7 separate regions of the Mus musculus genome follow, and all the other regions are linked to region 7. Evidence: chromatin contacts called from public HiCAR-type, HiChIP or PLAC-seq and promoter capture Hi-C data. All regions are on one chromosome and are shown on one strand. Each heading gives the region's core, a stretch centred on a gene start, on an enhancer-like site or on the middle of the called end of the contact. The rest is flanking DNA. Distances are from core to core; before and after follow the strand shown. Region 1 overlaps Lrrc1 (leucine rich repeat containing 1). Region 2 overlaps Klhl31 (kelch-like 31). Region 3 holds the start of 5730403I07Rik (RIKEN cDNA 5730403I07 gene). Region 4 overlaps Tinag (tubulointerstitial nephritis antigen). Region 5 holds the start of Lrrc1 (leucine rich repeat containing 1). Region 6 holds the start of Mlip (muscular LMNA-interacting protein). Region 7 holds the start of Scg3 (secretogranin III).

Region 1 (2,700 bases), core at 42-2,541, 1.8 Mb after region 7:
GTTCCACGGCCTGTGACACCTCTGCAGGTAACCGAGTCAGTCTGTTGTCCCGGATGCAGAACATGGTGAGGCTGCAGCACCCGCCAATCTACAGCGAGAAAGAGAGGCGTCTTTTCTTTTCTCCATTTTAAGCAGGGGGCGTGTGTCGGGGTGGGAAAGCAGGTCAGAGGCATGAAGAAGCATATGATGTTTAAACTTCACCGATGGTCATAAATGATTACTATAGATGATACAAAGCATTAAACATGTTCTAAACTGAATAAAAAAAATAAGTAATACAGTTCAAACTGGCGTGGTGAATGATGTGCCTTTTTACGGATGATGCCTAGCACAGGCACTGGTGAAATGTTAACTAACAACACGCGGTCAGGCAGCATCACTTAATCAGAAGGGAATTAAACAATTCCGCTTCCAAACATTACGCTAGAGGTAACATTAGCACCGATACACAGCTCAAGGCCTGCCCTATAAACTCCAATATTTTCAATATTCCAGGGTTGAGAAAGGGGAGGAGGGAGCTGATAGGTATGAATTGTCACTAAATACACTTTGATAGCTTTTGGTCACTCATAAATTAATTTGGTAAAATTGTTTTCCCTTGAGGAATGCGAAAGCACTAACATCTTAGCAAGAAGTGGCTCTGGCAAATATATACATTTGTCTCAGTCATGGCCTGCTGTTAGCTCAACAACTGCAGTAAACTGACAGCTACGTCCAAGTCCGAATCTATTCAAGGGTAGCTGAATGTTCAATGTGTGGTCCTCAAGACAAACTGGCTCGAGCCTTGCCTGAACAAAGAGGCCATGATTATTTGAGTCAGAAAAACTGAACCAAAGGGGAGGAAAAATAACTTGATCTCACACACAACCTCCTCCAAGACTCCATAAAGCGCTGCATTCTTCCAGCCTTTGCCTTCCTGAGGAGAGCGAGCTCATGAAGGGCCTATTGATTTCCCTCTGACACATGGAAAATTACTACCTTAGGGCCTCTCACTAGAGGAAGATTCCTGAATCCTCAACTCTCTGAATGAATGAATGTATATCACTCTAAGAGAAGAGAATGCGTCTTTAAAAATTGCTAGTTAATTTCATGCATAATCCTTTTAATTCTTCTAAGAATATCAGGATTGCAAATTAATATATTTAACTGCAGAGTTCAAACACAACAGATGTAAACCTACTAACATTATAAAACACAGATTTATGACTGTCTCTTGTCACACAGAGAGCACCCTGGTGCATAGAAAGGCAGGGCTATCCCTTTCAGGTCTCAGACTCAAGCTTGTCATTCCAGTAAAACTAGTTTATTCGCTATATATTTAGATGATCACTTCTTACAGAAATACCTTTCTGGTATAAAGCGATCTTACCAGTAATCCAAATTGGCTGAATGTCCTTCAGTCCCTCCAGTTTTCCAGAACGTTCTGGTCATTACAATAAACTACCCTCTACATTTCTTTCATATTATGGACTATCACTCTAACATGACAAAATTTCTCTCAAAAGTCTCAAGATCACTTGACCAGATTACTGTACACATATACATGCAGTTAGAATACTTGACCAGAGTACTACCTTTCTCATATACCCGTCATCCACTGCCTATGCACTACCTACCAAATAGCTCAAGTATGTTCACACAAGTCACCTCCTTGCTTAGGAAAGATTCTGTGTGGGAGCTATCCACTTCTGGATAGATGTAAAGATAGTAAAACTCTTCTTTGCTCTAGCAGGAATAACAAGAGTGGTTTCTTGAGTTTTCAAAACTGAGAACCCAATGCAGTGCCATGAAAGAGGGATACTACTGTAGCCCACCTGGCTTGGCACTGCTTAGTCCAGGAACATCACGGGAAGGGATCAAAGCCCCATGCTTCTGAGGTCTGACATCATTGTCTCTGAAAAGCTTAGGTGGTCCTGACAAAGATCTCCTCGTGGGAAGTCTCACAGAACACCATTCCCAACCCACCCAGGAGCCGGCATCTCTATCGGACCTGAGTGCAGTGTGAACTATGGATCTGTATTAAGGTCTGTCGTTTAGGGCTGAACTCAGCAGTCACACCTCCGACTAACTTTGAAAAGGCAAGCTTTATCCATATCCAAAGGAGGCAAAACAGGCAATATCAGTTACTTACATAGTCATCTCATGGACAGACTATGTAACTCCCCAAGAAGGCTTACTGAGTGGATACTGCCCTGTGACTATGAGATGGGCATCTTGCCTGACAGTGTCCCATCTCAGCCCCCCCATACAATACGTGTGTGGAGACCCCAAGCTATACTACGTCAATATTTTCCAATTGTATCCTATGCATATATTACATGGTTTAAAAATTGCTTAATTAAAGTAGGCCAGAGGGCCCTAAAAATGAGAACAAGTTAATATTCCTAAGTACTCAATGAGAACAGCATAAATGTGCGCTGGGGTTTGTATGTTAGCTGCTGGGGTTATAACCTCATCTCCCCTCACTTTCTCTTTCCTCAAGCAGTGGAAGGCAACAGTGTGCACCAGCCTCTTACATTCTGGGCTGTCAGAGCTGGCAGCCTCCTGATAGCCAATGTTTATGTTGTCTGGAGGATGGTGCCAGCACACAGCACATACTGCAAAGTATGGAAGAGGAGACCCTGGTCACTCATAAAGCCATGCTGTCAGGTACGCCTTCATATCAAAAACCTGCTTACACACCAGCCAGCAAAAATGGCA
Region 2 (2,725 bases), core at 60-2,559, 2.0 Mb after region 7:
CTTTCTAGCAGTGCAATGAATGGCCAAGGCCAGTGAGAACCTTTTAAGAGAAGAAATCTAATCAGGCAATGCCTATTAAGAGCTAGGGATATTGGTGTCTGAAAAATGAGTAGAATTACCTTTTTTTAATTTAACATTTTTATACATTTAATAAGATAATATCACATAAAATAATAGGATAGGCACAAACTAAGAAAGTAAAAAAACAAAAAACAAAAAAACCAAAAAACAGGACAAGTATCATTGCTATTTTTGTTTACAGGACGGAGTCAGAAATTAAGATGACTAGGGAATTGCCTTTAATGTACAGGTTCCCTCTTACGCCCAGTTCCTCTCCTGTGGCCCATTAAATCCGGGGACAGAACGGGGTGGGGGGAATTGTAAGAGCGAAGAGATTTCGGTGGGATCTTCTTGTTATTTGGTTTGGTTGTTTGAGGGTATAGCTAAAGGAACTATCTTCTGAATGGGGAGAGAGGGGAGTATCCCCCTTTTTTTTTTCTAAATGAGACGGGGTGGGGTGGGGGGAGGCAGAACCCTACCTGTAGCAGGGTGGGGAAGTTAGAGGCGGGGCTGAATTGGGGCTCTTCCCTGCAGGAGGTGGGGACAAGATCACGATTCCCTCTTCTGCAACAACGGTTCTCTCATCTCAGGTACGATCCCCGCTTCAACACCTGGATTCACTTGGGCAGCATGAACCAGAAGCGCACGCACTTCAGCCTGAGCGTGTTCAACGGGCTGCTGTACGCGGTGGGCGGCCGTAACTCCGAGGGCAGCCTGGCTTCGCTGGAGTGCTACGTGCCCTCCACCAACCAATGGCAGCCCAAAGCGCCGCTCGAGGTGGCGCGCTGCTGCCACGCCAGCGCCGTGGCCGACGGCCGCGTGATCGTGACCGGCGGCTACATCGGCAGTGCGTACTCGCGCTCCGTGTGCGCCTACGACCCCGCGCTCGACGCGTGGCAGGAGCTGCCCCAGCTGAGCACGCCCCGAGGCTGGCACTGCGCGGTGGCGCTGGGCGACAGGCTGTACGTGATGGGGGGCAGCCAGCTGGGGCCGCGCGGGGAGCGCGTGGACGTGCTCACGGTGGAGAGCTTCAGTCCCGCAGCGCGCCAGTGGAGCTTCGTGGCGCCGCTGCCCGTGGGCGTGAGCACGGCGGGTGTCTCGGCGCTGCACGGGCGAGCCTACCTGCTGGGCGGCTGGAACGAGGGCGAGAAGAAGTACAAGAAATGCATCCAGTGCTTCAACCCCGAGCTCAACGAGTGGACGGAGGACGACGAGCTGCCCGAGGCCACCGTGGGCGTGTCCTGCTGCACGCTGGCCATGCCCAACAGCGTGTCCCGAGAGTCACGGGCCAGCTCGGTGTCCTCCGTGCCGGTCAGTATCTGAACGCATTGCTTCCCAATGTGGTCAAACTGTGAGTGGGCCACCAGGAAAATATACACCATTTACTACAGTGACGGTGGTTCAAATCGATCCAGAGGAGTGCCTGGACCGCTTTAAATTCTTAGTTTAGCACCATCTACCTCAGTCTTTCCCTCCAAAAAAAAAAAAATAATAAAGGGCTGTAGCCAACAAAAGAAGCAATTTCATTATGCAGCCACTGGGTGGCCACTAGAGTTTGTTACAGGCACTCTTGCAAGGAGGCTCGCTTCCTAAATTCATAGCAGTTACACACACGCTGAGATTTTCCCACGGTGTACACGTGAAACCTACTCGTCTATACAATTTCCTATCCAAAGGAGTATTTTCCTCTCTGTTTCTTTGAAGGAAGTTGAAAATACCCACTTCACATTTGCAAATGAAAATAGTCTACATCTATAAAGATTTAATTCTATATTTCAACAGAAAATTATTCTTTGTCCCTACTTGACTGGAAAGAACTTTTAAAAAGATCTCATGACATAGCCACAAAGCTTTTAACAGGATGTGGCTGGAAAGCTATACATTCTACCTAGGAAACGACAAGGTGGCAGTTTGGGGTTAACGGTGTATACCCCCTCATTCTGTCCTTGAAGCTTCTGCCATTTTCTAACATAAAATCCTACTCTCAGAAAAGGAACAGTTTCCTGTCATTTAATTTATAGTGTAAATTCAAATCATTTGGCATTTTTCTTAGAAATATTTCCACTTGTATCTCTAATCCTTATATGGACAGAGTTGTTTTTTTTTTCTTTTTTTTTTTTTTTTTTTTTTTTCCTTTTTTCTGGATGGGCCTGGTACACACTAGTACTCTACCCGGGAGCTAACTACATATCCAGTCTTCGCTTTATTTTAATATTTGAGACATGGTTTCATTAAGTAGACCAGGCTAGCCTCAAACTCCCAGTGCCTCCTGAGTGATGGGATTAAAGGTGTGTGCCACCACTCACAGCCCTCTTTCTTATTTTAAAGTAGGATTTTACTAGGTTGCCAGGCTGCTCCTCCTGCTTCAGCATCCCCAGTAGGCTGGAATTACAGGCGTGTACCATCGGGTACAGCTTTATCTTACTCAGGTATGGTCAAATTGCCTCTAACATTAGCCCGAATAATCACCAAATCACACTATGTTCTTGGATGAATATCATTAACTGCAGCTTAGCCTTTGGCTGTACAGCCAATAGCAGTAATTTTACTGACCCCTCGTTCACGTGGAGATGATGAAGGAAATATTTGGGGTTCTCGGACTTGGCAATTACCAGATGAATAGATGGGTTCCTCACTGAGGAGTGCTGATAGCTAACTTAAAATA
Region 3 (2,700 bases), core at 53-2,552, 1.7 Mb after region 7:
ATATACATATATATTTTTTAAATTAATTAATCTTAATCAATCTGACTTTTAAACTTTAATTAAATAATAAAATTTATATAATAAAGAAAGTAACTAGTGAGGTGGTCCTTACTCTTAAGGTTTTTTTTATCTCCTATTTATTAAAATAATAAGCACTCTACTAAAATTACCAGCAAACCAGTTTTAAAAGCTAAGCAACGCTGAGAGTAATAACCAGGATGGTCACCAATCAATCCTTCAAGGAGTTGAGACACGCAAAGCATCTTACACTAATGAGAAGAGAGCACCTTTCTTTGTAAAAAGCCTTCTTTCACTCTAATGTGATGCTCTGTAAGGCACAATGCTGCATCTGCAGACCATACTCCACCCAATAGGCAGGTAAATGTGGGACAGGTGAGGTGTTTGCACCAAGCCTGCCCACCTGAATTCAATCCTCTGGAACCAAATGGTGGAAGAAAAGAATTGACTCCAAAACTGCCCTCCATGATCCCACCATGGTTAAGTGTGCACACAACACACACACACACACACACACACACACACACACACACACACACACACACACACACTAAATGTAATTTTAAGTGACTTAAGTCCAGCCTACAAGGCAGCGTTCGTGGTTAAAAAAAAAAAAAAAAAAAAAGTTGACATCTCATAAAACAAACTGCAGTATGACAACACAGATTGGAAAGTTCAAAGTGAACATTTTTTTTCAATTAAAAAAATGTTTGAGCACAATATATATTAGGGAATTGTCTCAACACCTCGATGTACAAATAGCCAATCTTTCACAGTCCTTCAAGGAACTCATTAGATAAATTGGAATGATTAGATTTCCTTCCCTCTCTCCACTCCCTTCCTGAAATTGAGAACAGAAAAGCCTATTAGCAGGTCCATCTTCAGGAAAGCTGGCTTAGTGGTACCATGGCAACAGGCCATCATCACACAAAGGGGACCTGTATTGAGAGGCTGAGAGAGCCTAATGGGGGAAACTCAGCAAGGTGGCCAGGTGACACGGCTATCCGCGCGCACATTTTCTAAAAGCCCAAACTAGCAGGATATTTCTTTATAGTTGCTGAAGTATATAGCCACAGAGAGAAATGCCTGTGGCTATTTATCTTTAAGACCTATTTTAAAGGAAATCTTTTCTTACGTCTCCCGCAGGTGCTCTGTCTCCCGTCTTCTTGTTCTTGGCTGACTGACTCTTCCTTCCGCTTTTCATTAGCTGATCTGAGTTTGTGCAAAAACCACCGTGAAGTTCCCTTTCCAGGTAATGAGCTCCTCTGGGGATCTCCTGTGTCACAGCTCTTAGGAGATTTCACAAGCCCTGTCCCCAGGTCGTGGGAGGCAAGGTAGGACCAGGTGACTGGTTTCACCCACAATAGCATCCCTATTTGCTCCTGAAGCAAGGCCCAGCTGCTGACACTGCTAAGAGGAACTTAGACATGCAAAGGCCACCGACTCTGAGAAAGTGTAACATGGTCATTTCAAAAATAATCGTTCTGAAAACTTTCAGACCATCTTTCAGAAAACTTTCTTACTAGACACTAAATCATTGGGTTATATTTATAAAATTCCTAAGATTTTATTTTAGGTTATCGAGACACTAAGAGTATCTCTGAGACCACTGAAGGGACAGCACCTCCCTCCAAGACTCCACAGGCTATACAACCCTTTCATGGTGGTCATCTAAGACCATCCTGCATATCAGATATTTACGTTACAATTCACAACAATAGCAAAGCTACAGTTATAGAGTAGCAATGAAAATTTTTATGGTGTGGGGGGCAGGGTCAACATGAAGAACTGTATTAAAGGTTCAAAGCATTACGAAAGTTGAGAGTCACTCTGTTAAATAGACAAAGTCATAAATTGCGCTTCCCTAAATTCTTATCTTATACCCACAGATTAATGTAGTTCTCAATGCCCACCAAAGAGGCTTAGTTTAGGCATAGCTGGTGATTAAGACAGAGACCCACAACCAGTCAACATGCAGAGAATGAATACCTGTTGAATTCTCGGCTTTAAATGAGACATCTATGTCAAACCTCTTCCCTTAAAAGCTCAGTGACCTGGGCTGTCGAGATGGCTCAGCGGGTCAAAGCACTGATTGCTCTACCAAAGGTCCTGAGTTCAAATCCCAGCAACCACATGGTGGCTCACAACCACCTGGAATGAGATCTGACGCCCTCTTCTGGTGCGTCTGAAGACAGCTACAGTGTACAATAATAAAGAAATTATTAAAAAAAAAAAAAAAGCTCAGTGACCTTATAATAGCCAGAAGCTGGAAAGAACCCAGATGCCCCTCAGCAGAGGAATGGATACAGAAAATGTGGTACATTTACACAATGGAGTACTACTCAGCTATTAAAAGGAATGAATTTATGAAATTCCTAGGTAAATGGATGGACCTGGAGGGCATCATCCTGAGTGAGGTAACACAATCACAAAGGAACTCACACAATATGTACTCACTGATAAGTGGATATTAGCCCAGAAACTTAGGACACCCAAGATATAAGATACAATTTGCTAAACGCATGAAACTCAAGAAGAACGAAGACCAAAGTGTGGACACTGTGCCCCTTCATAGAATTGGGAACAAAACACCCATGGAAAGAGTTACAGAGATAAAGTTTGGAGCTGTGAAGAAAGGATGGACCATATCCAGGGATCCATCCCATAATCAGCTTCCAAACG
Region 4 (2,700 bases), core at 70-2,569, 1.3 Mb after region 7:
GAGAAACTGATCAGAATCAATCAGTCTTTTTAACTACCACATATGCAAGGGAAGATTCATTCACTCTCTCACCACTCAATGACACAAATCTTTCCTAGATACTCTAAAGCTAACATCTATGTTTTTATTTTCTGTAAACATATCATTTTAATCATTTTATGTTCACCTTGTGTATCTGAAACACGTTCCTCAAAATCTCCCTTCATATTTCTCTACCAGTCAGTTTTTATAATCAGTGACCATATTAGAAGCAAACGACACACATGTGTGTTTTTGAGTAAGTCTGAATGCTAAGAAGCCTATACTGAAAGACACAGCTTACCCATAGTCTCCTTTATTGATGTGGTCAATTAATTCTGGATGAACAAGGCACACATGTTGGGAACATTTCCACTGCTGTCCTGAACATGTACTGTAAAGATAAAATAGTTACAAAAGTCCTTGGCCTTTATAGGGTGTGTTTCCCAAATACTAAGAAGAGTAGTGCATTGTTAAGTAAGTCATGGAACAAATTTCTTGATTAATATTAACCATATGGATATTTGATTATTGGAGAAAATAAATCATAAAACCTGTATTACACGCTGCTCAATGTGCTTGTGTCCTCTAAAGTAACTATATATGACATGACTTCAATCCACTGCAGTATTAGAAAAAAAAAACAAATTAAAATATAAACTTTATATACTTGTATTTGAAAATTCTTTGCAAGTTAATGCAAGTTAATCAGCCTGTATACTTACTGTGCTAAAAAACAAACAAACAAAAAAACACAATTTGTCAGCATCCTACCAAAACATTTATAATTTAGAATATGCTTATTGAGTACTTGCTATATGAAGAAGGCTTACTATAAAAACATCAAATTGGAAGCTTACATTAAATACATACATAATTACATATCCAAAATTATTTTCATGCTTCTGAAAATGTATGTCTTAGGGAATGCAACTTTTGCCTAGAAGTGTTTAGGTGTGTGCTTTTAATGAGCAGATTCCCACATTCCTGGAGAAATATGCAGACAGAAAAGCCCTGGTTTGTGTCGCTTATGTTACTCACCAGGAGTTGCAGTTTTCTTTAACTACTGATCCTTCTTCATAATGCTGGCTATCTCTGAAGCAACCTGATAACAGGACATGCAAGCAAATGAGAATTCCGAGCTGAGTAAACCATAGCCGCGTGACATGCCATCTCTGATTTTCATTAGTTGATGGAATGTGAAAAACTACTGAGTGCCAATCTGATAGCAGTCTCCATCTGGTTTGTGTTAGGGCTTATATATCGAATTCTTTTGTGCTTGTTCTGGGAGGTTTTGTTTTTATGGTGTGCATTACATCTCAAAACAAATCAATGTGGGCTCTATAAAGAAGAGGCAGCACAGGGATTATAAGAATCAGAGGTTGCGAGTGACCTCAAGAAACGAGTGTCTTCCAGACATAACAGGACATATAAATTCACAGGAATCATGACAGTGCCCAGGTTCAAGCCAGACAGGGTACCAGCACTGAGAGGGCCAGTGAACACGGGATCTAACCCCTAGTTAAGAAACTAATTTGCAAATGATAGCTGCTTACCAAGGAAAATCAGTGTTCTACAATGCAGTGGCATGGGGTAGATCAAGCACACTCTAGGGTAGGCGCCATGCTCAATAGCAGCACAAATGAACTCCATGCTGGTTTGCGTGTAAGATTTTTGTTTCATTTTTTTGGTTTTGTTGTTATTATGACATTTTTGTCTTATTGTGTTTGTTTTGATTTTCTATTTTATGGGGCTTTTTTGACAGAGAGAGAGAGCAAGAAAGACAGACAAGTTAATGTATAGGGAGGTAAAGACTGTGTGGGAGAAGCTGGAGGGAGGGAAAACATGATTAAAATATGTATGAGAGATATTTAAAAGAAGAGAGATAAGAAAAAGAGATATAAATGCCTCTAACTATTTATTGAAGTTGGCTTTAATTGGTTTATAAGATTACACAAATTATCCAAAAGGGGCTGATAGTGAATTATGATAATATGGAAACGGTTAGCAAAGTATCATGAGAGTAATATACAGGTTTCAAACTAGGTCTGTTTTAAAAACATAATTTTCAGAAATTTAAAGTCAATGCTGAATTAGCAAAAGAAAGCCCTCTTTGTATGCCGGAACATTTTAAAACAAACATACATTATTGATTTATAATATCAATTGCCCCAAATTTAGCAAAATAAATTCTAATCTCCGTATGTTGATAGGAATCAACACATTTCAAAAAGACCCTAGGAGATTTGATTCAACTGCTAGTCACGATGTCATAGACCACTTCCTATTTAAAACCCTTTGATTTAAAAATAGGAGAGTTTTCACTGATATTCTGTTGAATGAACTAAAGCTCTAAGCATCTGCATCTCTCCACTCCTTTTCCATAGAAATTTGCTATCCCATAATCATTGATCGACTGGGCTCTCCTGACAAGGCTTCTTAAACTCAAGTAAAGGGGAGATTTAACTTTAAATTAAGTTTATTGTTTAACCCACAGGGGAGGTAGTTTTAATAATGAGGCATACCTATTATTTAATATTATTTCATAATGAGTAATATTTATTACTGGAAATAAAGAATCAGGCAGTGCCATCAGATAAAGAATTCTAAGGCTGGAGATTTGTATCAGAAGTTAAGTATACCTAACACATAAAAGGGCTCCCATTCTGCTTTGTACATTTT
Region 5 (2,949 bases), core at 385-2,884, 1.9 Mb after region 7:
GAGTGAGGGTAATCTTTGTGATTACACAGAGGAGGCCATGGGAACCAAGAAAAGTTAATTCAAGACGAACTTCACTCGAGATGTTGAGAGAAACACACTTGTGATTTTCTAAACTCTGTCAGCACTGGCGATCGTTATCAGTCCGTGTTCCAACAAACCAGACATCTGATCAGAGTTTCTTTGAAAATGGCAGGACATCATCAGCGGTAACAAAGGACAAACAAGGTACTTGCATTCCGAGGCTCGGGCCTTTAGGCTCTCTCCGGGCCTCCCAGCGGACTTCCATTTCCTGCACCTCTGGATTGCCACTGGCTTACTTCCTCCTTACACCTGGGTAAAGGATGCGTCCTCCTTAACAGTTAAAGCTAGAATCCCGAGGCAAATTCAAGGGTTAAAAGTTCAGCGTCTAACCCCAGCAGGGCCTAGAAGCACAATCAGTATCTGTCACAGGCCAAGTTCGGTGCGGCAGATGATTAATTTTCATAAACAACTCTGAAAAGATATGGCATTAGTGATAGGACAGACCCAAGCAAGCTCTGTGGTGGCGGAAAGGCAGCAAGCAGGGCTGACTCGCAGCGGGAGCCACTACACACGTTCATCGCAGTTCCAACCACGCAACAGGTCCACGCACGCAGTGCACCAGCGGCGGGAACCTGGGCACCTGCAGCAGTTCTCCTCCTGCCCAGCACCCCAATGCGGCCACGGGGCTACCGAAGCGGACCAAGCGCCATCTCTCCAGGGCATAGCCCACAGAGATAAGGCCCGGAGCACATTCCTTACAGATGCCAAGATATACTAAAGCTTACTTTCGCGCTGCTGGGTCCCCACATCCTCTGGGACCTGCGTTAGCCCAAAATGAGGAGCTCCAAGCCACTAGCTGGAGAATTGGCTGCTAGCCGATCGCCCCGGGGCGTGATGGGGCGCATGGTCGCCCCCAGCTGGGAACAGTGTGAGCTACCTGGCTTCTCACCTAACCGGCATTAGTTCCCAGACGTGGATCTAAGCCACTTAGTGGACCAGAACGTTTCTCCACTAGCCATGTAACTACTTGTTAAATACCAAGTCTTTCGGTATAAATGAAAAACAACTTTTATTGGAGGATGGGTTTAATCGGGAAGCAGGGGAGGGGGGCACAGGGAGGGCTGAGGGCAGTAGTGGGACCCCGCTGGCCAGAGTCTCCCAGAGCGAAGCAGTCAGCGGAGGAGCGCACGGACCCGGCCACCGCGCCAGGTGAGGCGGGCACTCACCTCGGGGAGCTCCCGGAGCTGGTTGGCGTCCAGCAGCAGCTCCTCCAGGCTGCGGGCATAGCGGTAGATCTCCTCGGGGACGTAGACCAGCGAGCAGTGGCGCTTGTCGATGGCCTCCACATGACGGTTGCACCGCCACAGGGGAATGCAGTGGAACATCGCCGCCTCCACCACCAGAGCCGTGTCCCGCCGAGCCGCGGAGCCCGGGGCTCGGAGCCCGCTCCGCCCGGCCGCCCCGCTGCTCCCCGCCCGCCGCCCGCTCCAAGCTCGTTGCTGGCTCCAAGCTCGCTCGCGCCTCGCAAGGACTCCACCGTCCCGAACGTTCTGAGGAAGCCGCGGGAACCCTCGCCGCGTCCCGCGCCTTCGCCACAGTCGCGAGCGTCCCCTCCCACCGCCCCCTCCGCCGCGCTCCGCTTCCTACTCGCGGCCGCCGCGCACTGGGCATGCGCACTCGGCGGCACGCAGAGGGCGTGTCCCGGCCGGGGATGCTCCGCTCCGGGTTTTCCTGGAGACCCGGCTCCCGGGAGGGTCGGGAGACGGTGCTCCTGCGGTCCTCTCCTCCGCGGGGAGTCGCACAGTGTGCGATTCTGGAGGGAGCCGCGCCCCAAAAAGCTCCTAAGGAGGGCAGGGACCGAAGGCCAGAAGGAGCAGAACAACTTCGGAGTTTTCATTTTACTCACCGTGCTTTTTTTTTTCTTGCTCCCCTTCCCCAAAACAACTTTCTCTTCCGGGGTCAGGAAGTACCGCCCCGCCGAGTACCTTGAGCGCGGGGTAATGAAGGAGTCGGTTCTGGCTTTCCGACACCCCCTCCTCCTAACCCCCGTTTGTGCCCTGTGTCTGCGCACACTCGCTGGCAGGCCCTACGACCTGAGAGCATCTTTGGTGAGCAGGACTTATCTGAGATGTACGTGTCACCAACTTCCTGGTGCCAACAAAAGCATGGATGTCCGTCTTCAAAAATCTTCTAAAAGATGCTCCGAGAAGAAAGGAGATGGCAAAGGTGCGCTTCAGCATTAGCTCCACCTTAGCCAGATGTGCTTTGGGGGCTAACCTGGGCTGAGGTACAGAAAGCACTGGTGCAGGAAGGCAGATGAACCTCCAATAGCTGGCTCCTGTATTTCTTCAACAGCACCCTGCGTCTTACAAAGGGGAGATTGCAACCCACGCTGTAGTTTGGGGCGGGGAGCCCCAAATTTCTTCCTTTGCTCCTCAGAGGTTCCCGTTACCACAGCCAGACATTTGAACCCCTTTTCTTCTGTTTTCAGAGTCAACGATACAAACTAACCAAACTCACTCCACATGAACAGTTGATGACTCCGTTTTAGGCCAAATACAATAGCTAATAGACTGTTTTAAGAGTCTTCTCTGACTCCCCACCCAGCAAAGGAAGCCTTATGCTCCCTCAGCTCAAATCTGGAGTCACCAACATCACAATATGCAGAAGATTGAAAATTGAGCTTGCTTAGTAACCAAGGCAGAGTTTGCTCTGAAACTTTTTTTCATTGTCTCTTCAGTATTTTTAACTGCACAGGGCACTTGCCCAGGGGGAGAGGGGGAGAGATACATAAAGGTTTCGTCTCTATCAGGAGGATCTCTTGTCTTGATTGATGAAGGAGGAAATTTGACCTGTTTTTACCTCAGGATTATCACCTAGACTTGATGGTTACAGCCAGTACCTAATTCCTGCCACTATGCTGACTTC
Region 6 (2,700 bases), core at 2-2,501, 1.6 Mb after region 7:
TATATGTGTGTGATATGTGATATATGTTATATGTAATCTAAAGATTAAAGGCTTACCTCACTGAGTTACTACTGAGTAGAAATAAACTCAGGGATTGATTCCTGTCCTTATATGCATATTCCAGAACATCAGGAAAAGGGCAACCCTTTGATATTAACTTTCAAGAAAGTACTACAAAATTAGCACCCAGGTCTTTCACTGTGTTTATCTAGCACCTGTATTGTGTCTTACCAGAAACCTAAGGTTCACTTGAAAGGACCTTTTGATGGAATGGGATTTGAAGCTACACTAGCCACACTGTGGAATATTCTGAAGATCTATGTTAGCCTGTAGACTGATGAATCCCTTGCTCAGAAAAAAAAAAAGAAGAAGAAGAAGAAGAAGAAGAAGAAGAAGAAGAAGAAGAAGAAGAAGAAGAAGAAGAAGAAGAAGAAGAAGAAGAAGAAGAAGAAAGCCATTTACCATTTACTGCACACTGTGTGGCAGATCTAACAGAGCCCCAAAATGAATCGCTATGGAGACAAAAAAAAAAAATCATTTTCCCACAAAGCGGAAGCGGATGCAAGTTAATGGCATTCGCTTCTTAATTGGCAATTAACACTTTCAGCTGCCAATGCCATTTAAACATCTGATCTTCGGGAAACTATTTTAATAACAGAAATAAGAACTAAGTGGATTAAAATAGTGGCTTGAGATACCCCTTTTGTCAGACTGACCCCTTCTCACCGGTGGCACAGGCTATAACATGAGAGGTGTTTTCCCCAGTGCCTCGCAGGCTGTAAGCTCCTTTGCTCAGCTTCAGGCTGTGTGCTATTCTTTCTTCTATTTCCCTAAAAGTGCCCCCCAAACACACCACCGTGTTGGCACCCGCAGCACAGAGGACCAATAGCCTCTTACTAAGAAAAGACATCACAAGCATTCAAACATTAACTCTATGCCAAGCGCAATCCTTGGCTTTTTCTTTGCCCAACAAGCAGTTTTGTCTTTATCAGTTGCCCGTTTCTCTGACTATAGATACCATCTCATTTCAACAACACAGACAAATTTATCAGCTCCCGGGTAGCTCGCCCTCACACCCTCCGGCATATACCAGAACTGGGTGTCTTTAAAAGTTACTGAAAGCATTAAGCAAAGACTTCTCTTTACCTTGGGTGTGGTCTCAAGGCTCCCCGCTAAGATGCAGGAGGTCATTTGGAAGTAATTGTTCCTGCAGGCACTCAGAAGCCCCTGCTCTGAAAGCAAACCAATGACTGAGGTGGAAAGAGAGCCTGTTACTAAAACAACACAGGCACACGCACGCAATCGCCTACACACACACACACACACACACACACACACACACACACACACACACACACGCAAGCACATACGCATGCACCCATATGCACACGCACACACGCGCGCACACACACACACACACACACACACACACACACACACACACACGGTTGCGGGGGAGGAGGAATCTAAAAGAACACAGAACAGATGCTTCTCCGAGTTGAGTATTTTTCAGCTCCAAAGGGTTTGTTTTGACAATTTTTACTTTTGGAACTTCACGAGAGGTCACACTGACTGCTAAAATGGGATCAGTGGAAGTGAAAAATTGCTACCTCTATGTGTTTGCCCTCTTTTCCTTTCAGGCTTGCAGTCCAATTATGTATTCCCTGAAAGGAAGGGAGAAGCCAGATTGGACAGCAATGAGAAGCTGATTGAAGGGCCCTGGCATCTGCCAGTTTCAGTGATTGGTTGACCACGCTCGCAGAGAACATTCAGATGCACAAACACATGCAAACACAGCGTCTAAATAAAGAACTGGAAAACACAGTGATCATTTTGGAAAGCCAGTCATTTCAGTGACAAGTCCTTGGCGTGTGAACGGCAGTCAATGATATTGGAGCATCCGAGTGACTCAAGTTCTGCTGTTAAACAAAAGTAGCTCTAAAAGAGATCTTGTTACCAAATAGCTGTCAAAACAAAATTCCCTTCCACTGTTGCTGGAAGATAGTGACTGCCCTGCCTACCTATAAACAAGTCACAAATATTTCTCACGAGATTGATTTATTCAGTATTCCTATTCTCTAAGCATTGATTTTTTTCTACAAACCTATGCAATCTATATTTGTGCATAAGCACTGGAAGATGTAATGTGGAGGGAGCTGGCTATATACTGAATGCTATGCAAAAGTGAAGGTTTTATTTCACGTACAGTTACAGCATTTAATATTTTCAACATTGTCAAGAGCTTGAACTTAGGACAATCATGAGCGCAATAATGACTCACAGTGATTCTATTAAGAAGCAGGGAAACTATTGCAAATAACACTAGTACATCTTGCCCCAGGAAAGGGCCAAATTTCTAAATGTATGTGCTGTTACATCAGTAAGAGATATCTTCTGACATCTACACTCATGGTTATGTATATCTGATGCCAAGAACCTTTCATTCTTTCTGAGAATATACATAAATCTGTCATATAAATAACAGAGATACAAAGAGAAGAGAGTTTTAAAGATCGCCCATCACCCATCCTATAGTTCTTAAATGTCACTGCATGATCCGCCATTGGCAGCACCTTTAGAACTGTAGTTTCTGCTTGAGAAGTTCAGCAGTGGATTCTCCACACCTGCACTTTCAACAAGCTTCTGGGTTGTATCCTGTTGCTGGTGTGTTGTTCTCCTACTTCTCCTCTCTGTTGCACT
Region 7 (2,700 bases), core at 7-2,506:
CATCTTAGTTTTTGTCAATTTATTATTAATGTCTTGGAGTTTATAAATGTAAAATGGCTAAAATATCACAAGGAAACTACAGTAAGTGACAACAGTGAATAAGATAACATAGGAGTTATAATTTTACATCTGACCTACCTGTTCATTCAAAGGTCTTTCTGCACTTAATTCTCTATTATGCAGGGATTTGTCTAGAATAAATACACATAAATATAAATTTAATTGTGCATTTGGGTGGTCAAATATGTTTCCTATTAAAATAAAAAACACAATGAAAAAAGATTTTTTGGAGAAATAATTCTGAATGTTATAAAATAAAATTTATAGTAGCAAAGATTATCAATTGTATACATGGTGAGTTCCAAAGTTGGTATGCTTATTATATTATTGCATATCCTGAATTAAATGCAATCACACTTTTATTTTCTGATCAGAAATTTAACATATAGTTCTAATTCTTAGCTTATTAGCTCTTTTCAATTGGAAACATACTATTTGGATTATCATTGCTGGTACATTAAAAGAGATCATCATATCCTGCATGTGTAATGAGCAAAAAAAAAAAAAAAAAATCCTAGCCACTTTAAGCACAGGTACTCGCTCCCCTTTTCAAAATAAGACCATGTTATCGCTCTATTATTTTAAAAGTAAAGGAGAAAGAAAAATCCATCTTCGTTCTCTGAAGTCAAAACCGTGTATATTCTGTCAATATGCACGATACGAGATCTGCTGAGAAAAACTAGGCAGGGCGATTTAGAGCTCACGGGTCACATCAAGCTTTATCTTGGCTGGGCCAAATGAAAGAGAACTCTAAAGCAGAGCAATGTCCACATACCTTGGCTGCCTTCGGGTTTGGGGAAAGCTTGAATTGGGCCGCTGTTGAGCACCAACACCAGTATCCAAGAGCCGGTCCAAAGGAACCCCATTCTTTCTTGCTCTTCTGTGCTTTGCTGGAAAGAGCTTGGCGCTGGGCCCCTGAGCTGTAGCTTTTGTTATGAATGAGAAGGGGAGTTAAGAAGCTGGAAGGGACAGGAGCCTGGGTGCGGGAAGGGAGAGGGTCTGGGCGCCTCCGGCGCAGTTGCTCCGGGCTGGAAGGAGGATGCAGGCTCTTCTGGCGCCCAGAGCAGGTGAGCAGGTGCGGTAGGCGCTGTCCGCCCCGCGGGTGCTGAAGTTCCTGCGCCGCCAGCGGACGCGGGCCTGGGCGTAGCTTTACTCCACTAGCTCCAGGAGAGGAAATGAGGAGGAGGCGCATGCTCCATGCAAACCAGAGGCGTGAGGATGGCGTCAGCGACCCAGCGCTACTCCAATCCCGCGGGAACGGAGCGGGGGAGGGGAGACAGGCTTGCTCGCGTATTTTCCTTGCCGCAGTCTTGGGTATGTTTCTACGTCGGAGTCGGGCCGGATTGCAGGATTGCTGGACGATAGGCATGGTTGCTGTACCTCAAGGGTTAAATGCCCTCTCTACCCGTGAACTTGTCAAGGAGACATGGGTAATCTTTGTCTAATTTTGATTGTTATTCTTCTGCAGTCTCTACTCCAAAATCCCTTCCTGCTATACTCAAAATTCTGTTATACCTTTATATTCTACTATAATCAAAATTCTGTTATAAACAAAAGATATAATTCTATCAAACCTTATAAAGACCTGCCTTTATTGATCTGTGTTGACAGTCTTTTGATGCTCTTGCATCTCAGCTCCACAGGAGCCTTTTGATTAGGAAAGCGCACGAATATTATTTCAAATACATTGTGCATAAAACTTCACTCTCACATAGTTAGAGAAGGAAACAAAACAAAACAAAACAAAACAACCCGTTTGTCCCTCTTGGAGCGAGAGTCCTCACCAGAAATATTCAGTTTTGTTCTCTTTCTTCTAACCAAGTAGGAAAAATAGTGTGCTTTTGTGACATTCTTCCCCGGGTCTAATTTATACCTGAGGATCTTGATGTTCTGAGAGTCTTTCAAGAAAAGGGAAAGCCATGAAAAATACTCCTCTCCTCATAAGCAAGTCAGAGGGGTGCTTCCTATAATCCGAGAATATCCTGGAAGACTGAGGTCATTGCATACAATTTACTATCCAAAGACTTTTAAGTGGTGAATGCGAGTAGCATAATGTGAGCGGGGTGCTGAGCAAGCTCTTTAGTCTGATTTTTAAGCAGAACTTGGATCTTTCCCTTTCAACTGCAGCCTGCTGAGAACCCAGCTGAAGAATGGCCACAAAGAAGGATCCAGCACAATCAGGCCTTTGATTTCTGGCTCCTCCCTCTCATGGACCAAGTTACTTATTTAAATACATGAAAACAAACAAACAAACAAACCCACTGACAAACAGATTTCCCTTTCTGGAGGTTTTGAGTTTAATAGTCATGCAAGTATTTCAGTTAAGAATCTAAAAGTCCTTTTGTTTCCATGTGAATCTTTTTTAAAAATTGATACATTAAAATCTGTTACAGAGTACTTCAAATCTAGCAGTTACTTCAAAACGAATAGATCTTTCTCAATGGTGGGTAGCACAGTATCATTATCCTGGTATGCTGCAGTCTTAAAAATTAACTCATGGGCTAGAGCAATGGTTCATTGGGTTTGCAGAGGACCCAGAACCTACATAAATGTAGCTCACAACTGTTTGTAATTGCAGCTCCAATCCTCTTCTGGCCTCTGTGAGCAACACATGTGCACATACCCCAACACAGACACACA

Evidence for each region. Promoter capture Hi-C pulls out the DNA fragments that hold promoters and counts their contacts. HiCAR-type assays count read pairs that join an accessible place to other places. HiChIP or PLAC-seq counts read pairs in DNA pulled down with a chosen protein or histone mark.
Region 1: a contact with region 7 is called in a promoter capture Hi-C map of hippocampal neurons, with 5 times the contacts expected there. The contact joins the enhancer-like site here to the promoter of Scg3 in region 7. A contact is called at or near these places in 4 of 39 promoter capture datasets (the 3T3-L1 cell line, frontonasal cranial neural crest, hippocampal neurons and 1 more) and 2 of 115 datasets of contacts at active chromatin or transcription factors (astrocytes and embryonic forebrain).
Region 2: a contact with region 7 is called in a promoter capture Hi-C map of hippocampal neurons, with 7 times the contacts expected there. The contact joins the enhancer-like site here to the promoter of Scg3 in region 7. A contact is called at or near these places in 3 of 39 promoter capture datasets (cranial neural crest, embryonic stem cells and hippocampal neurons) and 2 of 115 datasets of contacts at active chromatin or transcription factors (astrocytes and forebrain).
Region 3: a contact with region 7 is called in an H3K4me3 HiChIP or PLAC-seq map of embryonic forebrain, with 8 times the contacts expected there. The contact joins the promoter of 5730403I07Rik here to the promoter of Scg3 in region 7. A contact is called at or near these places in 8 of 39 promoter capture datasets (the 3T3-L1 cell line, cranial neural crest, embryonic stem cells and 4 more) and 1 of 115 datasets of contacts at active chromatin or transcription factors (embryonic forebrain).
Region 4: a promoter capture Hi-C map of second pharyngeal arch cranial neural crest shows a contact between it and region 7, with 4 times the contacts expected there. The contact joins the enhancer-like site here to the promoter of Scg3 in region 7. A contact is called at or near these places in 8 of 39 promoter capture datasets (the C10 cell line, cranial neural crest, hippocampal neurons and 4 more).
Region 5: a contact with region 7 is called in a HiCAR-type map of astrocytes, with 5 times the contacts expected there. The contact joins the promoter of Lrrc1 here to the promoter of Scg3 in region 7. A contact is called at or near these places in 7 of 39 promoter capture datasets (the 3T3-L1 cell line, cranial neural crest, embryonic stem cells and 3 more) and 4 of 115 datasets of contacts at active chromatin or transcription factors (astrocytes, embryonic forebrain, embryonic midbrain and 1 more).
Region 6: a contact with region 7 is called in a promoter capture Hi-C map of hippocampal neurons, with 6 times the contacts expected there. The contact joins the promoter of Mlip here to the promoter of Scg3 in region 7. A contact is called at or near these places in 1 of 39 promoter capture datasets (hippocampal neurons), 1 of 484 Hi-C or Micro-C datasets (cortical neurons) and 1 of 115 datasets of contacts at active chromatin or transcription factors (astrocytes).

Annotation. Positions count from the first base shown.
Region 1 is chr9:77,442,205-77,444,904 of GRCm38.p6, forward strand. It overlaps Lrrc1 (leucine rich repeat containing 1), which reads right to left. Exons shown (of 14, transcript NM_001146048.1): 11 at 1-88. Among named protein-coding and RNA genes, the nearest start is that of 5730403I07Rik, 44 kb to the left of the region's middle. Within about 2 kb of position 1,292, at least 12 of the 459 cell types and tissues checked have an H3K27ac peak or open chromatin away from gene starts, as enhancers often do.
Region 2 is chr9:77,654,477-77,657,201 of GRCm38.p6, forward strand. It overlaps Klhl31 (kelch-like 31), which reads left to right. Exons shown (of 3, transcript NM_172925.2): 3 at 651-2,725. The coding sequence ends at 1,383. Among named protein-coding and RNA genes, the nearest start is that of Klhl31, 19 kb to the left of the region's middle. Within about 2 kb of position 1,310, at least 158 of the 459 cell types and tissues checked have an H3K27ac peak or open chromatin away from gene starts, as enhancers often do. A contact at or near this core is called in forebrain and hippocampal neurons, where this site is marked.
Region 3 is chr9:77,398,114-77,400,813 of GRCm38.p6, forward strand. It overlaps 5730403I07Rik (RIKEN cDNA 5730403I07 gene), which reads right to left and starts at 1,303. Exons shown (of 4, transcript NR_040378.1): 1 at 1,154-1,303.
Region 4 is chr9:77,031,367-77,034,066 of GRCm38.p6, forward strand. It overlaps Tinag (tubulointerstitial nephritis antigen), which reads right to left. Exons shown (of 11, transcript NM_012033.3): 2 at 1,060-1,123; 3 at 323-412. Among named protein-coding and RNA genes, the nearest start is that of Tinag, 13 kb to the right of the region's middle. Within about 2 kb of position 1,320, at least 9 of the 459 cell types and tissues checked have an H3K27ac peak or open chromatin away from gene starts, as enhancers often do. A contact at or near this core is called in second pharyngeal arch cranial neural crest, where this site is marked.
Region 5 is chr9:77,543,218-77,546,166 of GRCm38.p6, forward strand. Lrrc1 (leucine rich repeat containing 1) reads right to left here and starts at 1,635. Exons shown (of 14, transcript NM_001146048.1): 1 at 1,248-1,635. The coding sequence starts at 1,406.
Region 6 is chr9:77,250,601-77,253,300 of GRCm38.p6, forward strand. It overlaps Mlip (muscular LMNA-interacting protein), which reads right to left and starts at 1,252. Exons shown (of 11, transcript NM_001368955.1): 1 at 1,147-1,252. The coding sequence starts at 1,191.
Region 7 is chr9:75,682,800-75,685,499 of GRCm38.p6, forward strand. It overlaps Scg3 (secretogranin III), which reads right to left and starts at 1,257. Exons shown (of 12, transcript NM_009130.3): 1 at 836-1,257; 2 at 139-191. The coding sequence starts at 926.